2 separate regions of the Zea mays genome follow, and region 1 is linked to region 2. A link is a contact called in public Hi-C data. All regions are on one chromosome and are shown on one strand. Each heading gives the region's core, a stretch centred on a gene start, on an enhancer-like site or on the middle of the called end of the contact. The rest is flanking DNA. Distances are from core to core; before and after follow the strand shown. Region 1 holds the start of LOC100278262. Region 2 holds the start of LOC100191596 (tetracycline transporter protein).

Region 1 (5,441 bases), core at 2,090-4,589, 250 kb before region 2:
AAAAACATTTTGAGACCATCATTGGGAATGTCTCAAAATATTTATCTCAGCTTTGTTTCAATAGTTTCTGGTAGCCAGAAGCCATAAGATGTTGACCTGGCGTTTAAAAATCTGGACAACTGACTTTTGAGTAAACAAATAAACTAAAAGCTATAAAACACGCTGAGAGAAGCCTCTCTAGATTGTTATGTACTGAAAAGCTAAATAAAATATTATAAAAATCAATAGAAAAAAGTCAACGGACAGAAAGCCCCCAAAGTCCAAAAGCTGGCCAGTCATGAGCAACTTGTTGGTCACTATAAACTATATTATATGTACGACATACAGTAAGTAGGAGCTCAAATTCTGGAGGTGACCAGATGGAAAAGGACCCGTATTTATCAGAAGAAAAATTAAACTGATGTTTCTTCTGCAACACTATCTTGAACAGTTTTTTCCATACCCAGCTTCCTGTTGCGGCAATTTGAATCAGATTTAGATGCCATATATCAGAATGCAAAGTGACAATTTTCTTGATAGGCATGTCCGTGCTTCAAATTCTTCTCATTTGGAGTCCTTTCCTGTCTGCAAAGCGTAAGGGAGGACTTAGCTCAGAACACGAAAAAACAGAATGATTACTATGATGTTGCTTAGTAAAAAAAACAGAGCTAACCAGCATCTCATGGTCTCCCATTATTTCCTCGATCACTTCGCCGAGAACCTTCTCTGCACTGTTAGGGACAAGCGCAGCAAAGGCAGCTGCTTCCAGCCCTGAAAAATAAGTAAATAAAAAAGTGTCAGTTTTACGAGACCTGAGCTTAAAGCGTTGAGGTTCTGTTTATTTACTTGATTACAGAGTTTCACCTTATCTATTTCATCATTTCATAATTTAAGAAAAACTTTTTGTTAGAGTGGTAACCAGTTCAACCTAAAAATTTAAGCTATTAGATGAAAGTAGACAATCCAATTATACACTTTAGCACCTCTACTCACTCACGTGCAGCCAGAGAGAAATGTGGAAATAAAGGGACGAGAATACAAATAAAGCCTCTTCCATAATTCAAATTCGAGACAGGCTTTGATATCATATTAGAGTGGACATACTAACCTGTTCAACCCAAAATATTAAGTAGTTAGGTAAAGATAAACAATTCACTTATACACTTTAACACCTCTAACTTACCGGTTTCTGGGAAGGCGTTGATGAACATCATCATCTCCTCGCCAGTTAGACCAGAAAATATGCATATCCTTGGCAGTGGTCCTGCAATCTGTGAATTGGACATGCGCCATAGCTAGAGTTCTAGGTAAAAATTTAAGAGTAGGGGATAAAATACCACTTAATATCCGTAAACTAAATTCTTTGCACAGGTATATGCACTAGCATACTAAAGGCTAAAAAAAATAGGTATATGCGTCTTTGATGCAAACCTTGACAGCTTCCAAATCAGGCTGCTCAGTGTGCATGGCATCCCATAAGGTTTGCTTTGTCATCTCCTCTGTACAATGGATCACCTGAGTCAAGCTAAAAGTGTTGTAAGAACAAAATCAAACAGACTTTGATGAACTTTCAGGGTTGCTTCTACCAACTAAAAATTGCAATCACACTAAGGACAAAAACAAGAGAAAGGCAATATAAAGAATACTGGTATAAAGTGAATTATATTGCTAGTGACTTAGTGAGTGTACTGTTGTTGACATTTTTTACAACACAGCACGAATAAAGTAAAGCCTTGTCCATTGAACTCAAATTTATTTCACTTTTTTTCTTGTTAGAGAGTGCACATATTTTTTTTCAGTTCATGTACCATCTGCAATAACGTATAGCAGAATTCTCCAACATTTGCTCATCTCGTTCGAGAAAAAAACATATAGTAGAACTAATTTTCTCTATCATAGAAAACTGACAGCTAACCTAGGCAGAATAATAACTTATCAATGGCAAAATTGTAAAAGATTGCTCTAGTTTGCTGACAGTATATGGAATAAAAAATAAACAAGTGACTTGATCACTCTAATCAACATGTATATGGATAGAGCATTCTTGCATATGTCAGTGACAGCCGATGCATGACTTGCCTTGAGGAATTCACCTTCAAGCTCTTTCAGGAAGGCCTGAATCTGCACAAATTGTGGAACTCACATAAGTTGGAACTGGCAGCACAACACAATTTTTTTACTACTGCCTATGTCACTAAATGCAAGACATAATATTTTTTCTACAACTTCTTTAAACATGAAATGTTCAGGTTTCTGAGCAGATGCCTACATGACAACATGAGAAATTTGGCACCAAAAAGTACACCTGGGGCATATAGAGTATCTAGAACTTGGGTACACGATATACAGGGAGGCCATGTGCTTGGTGGAATCTAACGAAGCACAGCCCTATGTGTGATTGTTTTCAACTGTACTACCAAATATCACTCCCTCTGTCCTGAAAAGAATGCAGTTCTAGCGTTTGACCAAGTTTATACGAAACATCTAGAGTTTATCAAGTTTATACAAAAAAACCTCTCAATATTTATGATATCAAAAAAGTATTATTAGATCCATCATCAATATATCTATTTGGTGTCGTATAGGAGTATTCCAGTACTAAGTATGAATTTCGTCAAACTTTAAATGATTTGACTAAAAGTACAGAGCTAGAATTGCATCCTTTTCAAGGCGGAGGAGGAGGTAGTATCCTTTTTTTCTTTTTCTTTTTTTTCCCTAAAACAACTACTGAGCAGTGAGCGCCACCATTGAAGCGTTTTGGTTCATTTAAATGTAATAGTGCAAAAATGGAGAAAAATACTAATGCTCTGCACATTGACATCACTAACCGTGACAGTTTCGCCTTTCTCAAATCCGATGAGCAGTAGCGCCTGAAATCCACATATAAGAGCATGATATACTGTAATTTCAGTGTTTCCACGTAGTCACATGACAGGCATGCAACGATTTAGAACAACTGCGTCTGCGAGGCGCAACTCACCGGTGGGCCGTACATGGGATCGTCCGCGTTCAACGGCACAAACTTGGAGTCCTCTTCCATCAGCTCGGCCGGAGCTCCTGAGACGCACGGGTATCATCACACAAGTGAACCGAAACCGAGTACTGCCAAACTAGCTGAAGCGCGCAGCCTTCGCCACCACACCAAGCATCTTACCTTCGGGGGGCAGCGATCGGAGCGGGCCGCGCCACTGGCACCATCGACTCCTCAGTGGCGGCACCGAGATGGAGGAGGGATCGCTCGGCACCCGCGCACGATGAGGGGAGGTGAAAGCACTGGAGAGTGCGATGAGCGGGCGCGCGAGCAAAACGGCGGCAGTGGGTGTTGCAGCCATCGGCGAGAAGGGGGAAGACGAAGATATTATCTTCGCTTCTGGATAGTGGTCTCTCTTTCGCGGCAAGCGCCAGCGCGGCAACTTGGCGCGTTGACGCTGCACGCAATTTCAACCGTCCGACCAGCATCCTAGGGCTTCCTCTCACGAGCGGTTGGCCCTGACCGGCCCACTCGTCTACCACAGATTTGGAGTTCGACCACGACGACAGAACCCGCCGTCCGACCCATTCACCCCCGTGGACCGTGCCGGTGCCGCGGCACGCCGCCGCCGCAACGCCATGGGGAAGCGATCCGGCGGCCGGAAGCTTCCGTTCTTCACCAGATCCTCCTCGTCCTCCTCCAAGCGGAATCGCTCCGGGCGTCGCCTCCCTTCCCCCTCCAAGCAGGACAACGCGACGAGGGCTCTTCTCGCCTCCCCCACCGCCGCCTCGCCGTCCGCGACCCCGGACTCTGCAGCGGCGGGGCAGACCGCCCAGCCGCCCTCTCCCCTCTCAGTCACCGCGGGCGCCGGGGGTGCCTTGTCGGGGAAGATCACCAAGAAGAAGCCCGGCGCGCGCCTGTGGATGCGGCTGGACCGCTGGGGTGCCTCCGAGGTCGTCGAGCTCGACAAGGCCACCATAATCCGCCGCGCTGGCCTTCCCTCGCGCGACCTACGGATCCTTGGTCCCGTATTCTCTCGCTCCTCCAGCATCCTCGGTGAGCACACCCCCTTCTCCCTGCCCTATTTAATATTCGGTCCTTCTTTTGTGGTGATAAAAGCAAGAAGACGCAAAACTTTGGTATTGTACAAGTAATTAACAACGATTTATTCTGCAGCTAGGGAGAAGACAATGGTGATCAACCTCGAATTCATCAGAGCGATAGTTACTGCCGAGGAGGTGCTCCTGTTGGACCCTCTCATGCACGAAGTGCTCCCTTTCGTTGATCAATTGAGGCAGCACCTGCCTCTGAGGAGCCTTGTGGGTGGGAATGGTGAATGTGCCCCTGATGGCAATGGAGAAAAACAGGGGGGCTCGCATGGAGGCCAGGTGCCCCGTCTTAATGAGGCGACCGGGGCAGAGCATGAGTTTCCATTTGAGTTCCATGTGCTGGAGGTCGCGCTCGAGATTGTGTGCTCATCGTTGGACCTTAGCGTTGATGACCTTGAGAGGCATGCTACTCCAGTGCTTGACGAACTGACAAAGAATGTGAGCACAAGGAACCTTGAGCGAGTGCGGAGCCTTAAGAGTCATCTTACCCGTTTGCTTGCCCGTGTGCAAAAGGTATCATTAAAGAAAGACTATGTGTGCTTAATTCCTCAATCTACCTGAATTTGAACAGTGTATAACCATGGTTGTTTCTTATTGTCGCATGTCAATTTTGTTGATCAAAAGGCCATTGCATTATATTACTAAGATAATCCTAATTAATTGGTTTCCAACAGTCTATTCTATTTGCAAAAATGGAGGTATGGTTGAGTTCTTCAAACAGCCTGTATACCTTGCCTATTTATGACTGTGCTGCTTAGATTGCCTCATGATGTGAATTGTTGTAGTTTTAGTTGCTTTGTGCATAGAGTCACAAACGAATCCAGCTTGACTGTTTGCTCTGATCTTCTTATCTGTCTTTATGCTCATGCAAAAAGAATTGCTTGATGTACTTACAGTTGTGTATCCATGTGGATTGGTAAAGGAGGCATGATTAATTTTAGCTGCAGGAAGACAAATAGAAATAAGCCATTGCAATTTGGTTTTTGGTATAAACTGTAGGGTTCTTTTTCGTTCTCTCTTGAGCTTATTGTTTACATCATATTGTGGTGAGCTGCTGAGTGTTTCTGTTGTGCTTGTGAGAATCTTGGTAATATTTCATATGCTGCTGTACTGGGATCTGTTATGTATTTTTGCATCATATTTTATCAGGTCAGGGATGAAATAGAACATCTTCTGGATGATAATGAAGACATGGAACATCTGTATCTAACAAGGAAGCAAGTACAAAACCAACAGGTTGAGGCTTTAATGTCATCTGCTGCTTCCAACAGCATTGTTCTTGCTGGACCTGGTGTGCCCAGGTTGAACTCTAGCTTCCGGCGTAGCTTGAGCGTTGCTACGAGCATGCATTTGGATAATGATGTGGAAGACCTAGAGATGTT
Region 2 (6,251 bases), core at 1,715-4,214:
CAGCGGGTGACAGAGACGAGTGTGAGGAGAGGAAGGAGAAAGGAGAAGGCGCGCGGGGCGTTTATTTCTCCTCTTTGCCGAGTGCCCGCGATCTGGCACTCGGCAAAGATTTTTTTTAATTTTAAAATATGTTTTGCCGAGTGCTAGATCGCGGGCACTCGGCAAAGGCGGCTTTGCCGAGTGTCAACTGACAGGTACTCGGCAAAGATTTTTTCTATGTTCTTTGCCGAGTGCCAAGGGGATAGCACTCAGCAAAGAAGATTCTTTGCCGAGTGTCAACCGACTGACACTCGGCAAAGCTATCTTTACCGAGTGTCATAATTTAACACTCGGCAAAGTACATTTTTATTTTTTAAATTTTGGCAACCAAACTTTTTGTGGTATGTTCCTACACTATGTAGACCTACATGTACCATTTTGAGACAATTAGAAAAGTTTTTTCTATAGCTAGTAGATTTAGTTCGTTTATTTGAATTTCTTCGGAAAATTCACAGTTGAACTGCAAGTCACTCGAAACTTGGAAAACTGTGCATGCAAACATAATAAATATGCTATTTAGCACAAGTTACGATCGACTTTAGGAGCGGACCGGAAACTTCGAGCACCATGCTCACTCAACATGGCCATGAACTTGTTATCCAGTTGTTTAAAAATTGTATAAAACACAAACAAAGTCAGAAAATCATGAAACTTGTCCACGTGTCATGATATCATATGTATAGGCTGTGATAAAAAATTTAGAATGTTTGGAGAAAGTTGTGAGACACTATGTGTAGAAACCTAAGAGATCCACATGAAATAACTCTTAGATTTCATGTGGATCTCTTAGGTTTCTACACATAGTGTCTCACAACTTTCTCCAAACATTCTAAAATTTTTATCACAGCCTGTACATATGATATCATGACACGTGGACAAGTTTCATGATTTTCTGACTTTGTTTGTGTTTTATACAATTTTTAAACATGTGGATGCCAAGTTCACGGCCATGTTTAGTGAGCATGTTGCTCGAAGTTTCCGGTACGCTTCTGCAATCGGTCGTAACTTATGCTAAGTAACATGAATATCATTTTTTCATGCACGGTTTTCCAAGTTTCGAGTGACCTGCAGTTCAAATTTGAATTTTCCGAAGAAATTCAAATAAAAGAACTAAATCTACTAACTATGGAAACTATGTTATAATTGTCCATAAATGATACATGTAGGTCTACATAGTGTAGGAACATATATACCACAAAAAGTTTGGGAGACAAAATAAAAAAAAATGAAAATACACTTTGCCGAGTGTCTGGAGATGACACTCGGCAAAGAGGGCTTTGCCGAGTGTCTACTACGTGGCACTCGGCAAAGAAGCCTCTTTGCCGAGTGCCAGCCGTTGGCTCTCGGCAAAGACTGACGGCCGTCAGCTCTGGGACGGCCGCTGACGGCCCTTTGCCGAGAGCCCCGTTTGCCGAGTGTGTGACACTCGGCAAACTTGTCTTTGCCGAGTGCCTACCTGTGCCGAGTGTTCAGCACTCGGTAAAGGGGCTCTTTGCCGAGAGCCTAACTTTACCGAGTGCCCGACAAAAGGCACTCGGCAAAGAATACAACACTCGGCAAAGCCTCGGATTCCGGTAGTGATTTTAAGTCATTCCAAGATTTTTGGAGAGTCAAAGTTTTTTCAAGTTTGACCAAATTTATACAATGAAGTAATAACATTTACGATATCAAATGTATACAATTAGATTCTGCATTAAGTATATTTTCATACTATATCTATTTCGTGTCATAAATCCTTATGATTCTCGCTATATTTTTTGTCAAACTTTAATTTTTTTTTACTCTCTGAGAATTTTGAAATAACTTATATTTTTGGACGGAGGGAGTAATAAAAAAACAACACCGGTTCTCTATCATACACTGAGACGATGCTTCTGGGTAATATATATACAAGCATGCATACCGTCCTCGTGGACGCGTATATACGTATCATGTTCCAAAGGAACCAAAAGCAGGCTAGTACGTACGACCGCTGATGGTCTCTCCACCGAATATATATCAACCCGACAAGTTAAATATGAAAAAGGAACACGAAGAAGGTGATCGAAAGGCATGCACCACCACCAGCAGCGCCATTTTTTTTCTTTCGTTCTTTTCTCTGAATTCTTATATTACGTGCATCGCCTTGCATATATATTGCTTTCTACCCTGTCTTTTCTTTTCCTTTTTCCCTCTCGCTACTGATCCTTTTTTCTAATCTCCTCGTCGACGGGCTAACCTTGAAGAAAAAACGCTACCCCACAGATCCGATCCGCGATATCATATATATATATATATATATATATATATATATATATATATATATATATATATATATATATATATATGTGTGTGTGTGTGTGTGTGTCCACGGCATGCAGCACCTTTAGATCACCTTGCTTTAATTTTCTTCTCGGCTAAGCACATCGACCGAGACAGCCGGTCGACGATGGAACTATCTCCTCTCCGAGACATCTGAGACGTACGTACGTACGCTTATATAGCAGCTAAAGCCTGTAAGCTACTGTAGTCGCCGAAAATAATTCTGGCCGTCGAAAATTCTCTGCAGTCATCACACAGCTCGCTTTCCACTAGTTGAGGATTTTTCTGTAGAATTGTCTACTCTTCTAATTAACTTTTTTTCCTGAAATCCTTACCAAGACCATACATACATACATGTAGGGCTTGTTCGGTTAGCTCTCAATCCATGTGGATTGAGTGGGATTGGATGGGTTTGAATCCCAAACAAGTCAAACTTCTTCTCAATTTTTTCCAATCCCATCCAATCCATGTGTATTGGGAATAACCGAACAAGCCCGTAGGTGGGAGTGGGAGCCCAGACCCCAGACACATGGAGCAATATCACCTGCAGAAGGGGCGAATGGATGGACCCAGCCGGGCTTATATTAGTATCTGCAGGAGGAGGGCAAGAGGGTAGTAGAAGAGAGAATAGCACAGGCTCAGAGCAGCATATGAAAAATAAAAAGAGAGAGAGAGAGGATCGAGTGATGGAGGGTCTGGGGCACCTGCTGCTGTTCGCCTTCCTCTTCTGGTTCTCCACCTTCATGGTCGCACCGGTGATGACCGACGTCACCATGGCGGCGCTCTGCCCCGGCCGCGACGAGTGCTCCCTCGCCATCTACCTCACCGGGCTCCAGCAGGCGGTAACATATATAAGCTCCCTCTAGCTAGCTAGCTCTCTCTTCATCCTTCTCCTCCCTGCAGCTAGCTGCTTCCCCAAATTCACACTGCGTCGTCTGCATGCTTGCTCACTGCTGCGTCGCCGTGCCCGTGCATGCATGCGGCTATTTTGGTTTGGTTTCCTTCCTCATCAATGGCTTTAATAACTAGTGCACTAGTTCAACCTCGGACGACTTCCTCTACCTAATAAGATAGCAATCGATCGATGAATAGCTGCTGCCTGTCTTTTTCTTTCTCTCTTTCCTTTGCGTATACTTCCTAGTTCCTCCTTCCCTCCATCCCTCCGCGAAGAGAGAAAGTATATATGCATACTCTTGTAAAATATCACCACTGTACTCCAAAAAAAAAAGGCAAAAAAAATTGAGGTTCATTTATTTTAGAACAGATTATTAATAGCACGTAGGGCCGGTACCGGGGCTGGTGCTAGCTTGTTCGTCTTCGTTCTACTGAGCTGAGATTTTTTTTTAAAAAAAGGCATTAAATTAAATTCGGCCCATGAGCATGGAGATTTTAGGAAGTGCGCATGCAGTGGCATGGACACCACCTGTCCCACGCACAGACCAGCTCGTGGGTGGGGTGGCTGCTGCCGAGTACTAGTATACGCTCAGTACGTACGGTTAGTGTCCTGGATTACAATCGTCAATTGGCAGGGAGTGCGTGAGAGAGCGTCGTCTCAGCTGACTCCGATGCGTGCGGTGCGTTCTCCCCGGGACCTCGGTGAGCTTTCATCAGTGTCGCCGTCGCGCGTCGTCGCGATATGGACATATTGGTGATGGCGCTGTAACCGCCGTGCCCCTCGATAGAGCCCTGCGGAGTGGCCGCGCGCGCGCGCGGTCGTGGTAACGTACGTCACGCGGCCGCCCGAACCCCGGCCACAAACGTCGCACCGACCACCGTATACCCTCTTTTTTCCTTTGCCATTTGTTTGTTCCCTGGCCGGCGGCCTGATTGATGTCAAAACTCTCCAAAGCAAAAGGGGGCACCCGTACACGTCCCGAAGCTGGTAAGAAATGGCGGTAAAGAAAAAGTCGTAGTCAATAAAGAGAAAGCGTGGAAGGAAGGAGAGATTATATAAAAGAAATTAAAAGAACAGTGCGGCGGTGGTAAAAAAAAAGGTAGCAGTAGCTCCAGTGGATGTCAAATCTGCCGGAAAGGCGAGACCGCGCATGCCATCGTCCCGCCACCGCGCACCAGTAACCCGCGGCTGTCCAGTCGCTCTCGGTCTATCGGACTTGGACCACAGTCCACTCCACTGCCAGAGTGCCCCTTCCACCACTCGATCCCGTCGGCACTACCCACTGTACACAAATGCTGGCGCAGCCACTGTATACACGCATAGGCGCAGCGCAGCACAGGGCGCAGCGCAGTTGACGAGTGAAATAGATCTGAAACCTGTTTCCTGCTTCAGGTTTCAGGGCTGGGGGCGCTGGTCCTGACGCCGGTGGTCGGCAACCTGTCCGACAGGTACGGCCGGAAGGCACTGCTGGCGCTGCCCGCCACGGCGTCCATCGTTCCTCTCGGTAAATCCGCTGTCATTTATTTCTGAAGAAGAAACAAACAAACTTGTTGCAGCCAGGTGAATGTGGACGTTGTTTCTAACGTTCTCCTCTTGTGTGTCCGTACGTAAATATAATAATCAAGGCATCCTGGCGTACGGCCGGACCAAGGGTTACTTCTACGCGTACTACGTGACCAAGACGCTGACGGCGATGGTCTGCGAAGGCACCATGATGACCCTCTCGCTTGCCTACGTGGTACTCCTACTACCTACCTACACTACATACCAAGCTGCCGCCGTTTGTCCGTCACCATCTGACAGACGGGTGCAAGTTTGTCCCCCTGGATCCCTCCCTCCCGCGCAGGCCGACAGGGTGCCGGAGACGAGGCGCGCGGCGGCCTTCGGCGTCTTCTCCGGCGTCTGCAGCGCCGGCTTCGTCGGCGGCACCGTGGCAGCCCGCTTCCTCCCCGTCTCATCCACGTTTCAGGTCCGTCGTCCATCGGATATGCATTCGTGATGCTCAAGGTTCAATTGATTCCGATCGATCGGGCAAGTCAAGTAACCGGCATCGCACTACTGCCAGGTCTCAGCGGTGGCAGCCGTCGCGACGGCCGTCTACATGAAGGCCTTCCTCCAGGAGACGGACGGCGGAGCCTCCGTATCCTCCTCTTCCTCCTCCTCCTCCGGCAGCGGCAGCGACGAGGAGGCGGCCTGCCGCCGGCCGCTCTGCCTCCCCTCCTCCAGCAGTAGCGAGGAGGCGGCGTCGCTGCCAAGGCTCCCGCCACTTCGGAAGGCGCCGTCGCTGTCGGAGATTGCAGCCGCTCTTACCAGCAGGTGACGTCTTCCATTCCATTGTCGCAGCAGGTGACGTCTTCCATTCCATTCTCTAAAATGGGGAGTGCTCAATGCTCCAAACCAACTTTTGCAGCTCGACCTTCTGCTGTGCGGCCGTCGTCACGTTTTTCCACGGCCTCGGTGAGACGGGCCTACTGAGCGCACTACTGGTACAGTACACCTCCCTTTTTGCTCTGTTATTTACAAAAGGCACGCGACATTACAGATGAACAGTATGCAGATATCCCATGGAACAATAATAATGTCATGGCATAGATAGATAGATAAATACTAAGGACTTCTCCTGAAAGAATGATATATTACACGATTAAAATAATGTCGTTGGAGCATTTTTTTATATATATTTGGTTAATAAACCTACTATTAGAATTGTTTGGCTCCTTGCAAAGCGAGATCTCCGTTCTTCTTGCGGCAGAGGAGAGTATGGCACTATTTTTAATAATCAGTTTTTGGTAAAAATTTTAACATCCTTTTGGAGTTGCTCTAACTCCTCCTTCCCTCTGGGCTGCAAATAAAATGCAGTACTTCCTCAAGGCGAAATTCCACTACAGCAAGAACCAGTATGCCAATCTGCTACTTATCATCGGCATCACAGGAAGCTTCTCGCAGGTACAGTTTTTTTTATCTATCTTGAACGTTATCCACAATATATATATATAGCTTTATATGTGTGACCATT

Evidence for each region. Hi-C and Micro-C count contacts between places; a contact is called where the count stands out from the background.
Region 1: a Hi-C map of tassel shows a contact between it and region 2, with 3 times the contacts expected there. The contact joins the promoter of LOC100278262 here to the promoter of LOC100191596 in region 2. A contact is called at or near these places in 2 of 25 Hi-C or Micro-C datasets (ear and tassel).

The regions. Positions count from the first base shown.
Region 1 is chr1:87,023,967-87,029,407 of Zm-B73-REFERENCE-NAM-5.0, reverse strand. It overlaps LOC100278262, which reads right to left and starts at 3,339. Exons shown (of 8, transcript NM_001151594.1): 1 at 3,134-3,339; 2 at 2,960-3,036; 3 at 2,808-2,849; 4 at 2,059-2,100; 5 at 1,411-1,494; 6 at 1,163-1,250; 7 at 653-750; 8 at 22-564. The coding sequence starts at 3,311. The coding sequence ends at 544. It overlaps LOC103637617 (putative magnesium transporter MRS2-G), which reads left to right and starts at 3,046. Exons shown (of 4, transcript XM_008659876.3): 1 at 3,046-4,006; 2 at 4,127-4,572; 3 at 5,209-5,441. The coding sequence starts at 3,589.
Region 2 is chr1:86,775,991-86,782,241 of Zm-B73-REFERENCE-NAM-5.0, reverse strand. LOC100191596 (tetracycline transporter protein) reads left to right here and starts at 2,964. Exons shown (of 14, transcript NM_001137026.1): 1 at 2,964-3,182; 2 at 4,628-4,739; 3 at 4,861-4,973; 4 at 5,082-5,204; 5 at 5,301-5,551; 6 at 5,646-5,721; 7 at 6,095-6,181. The coding sequence starts at 2,991.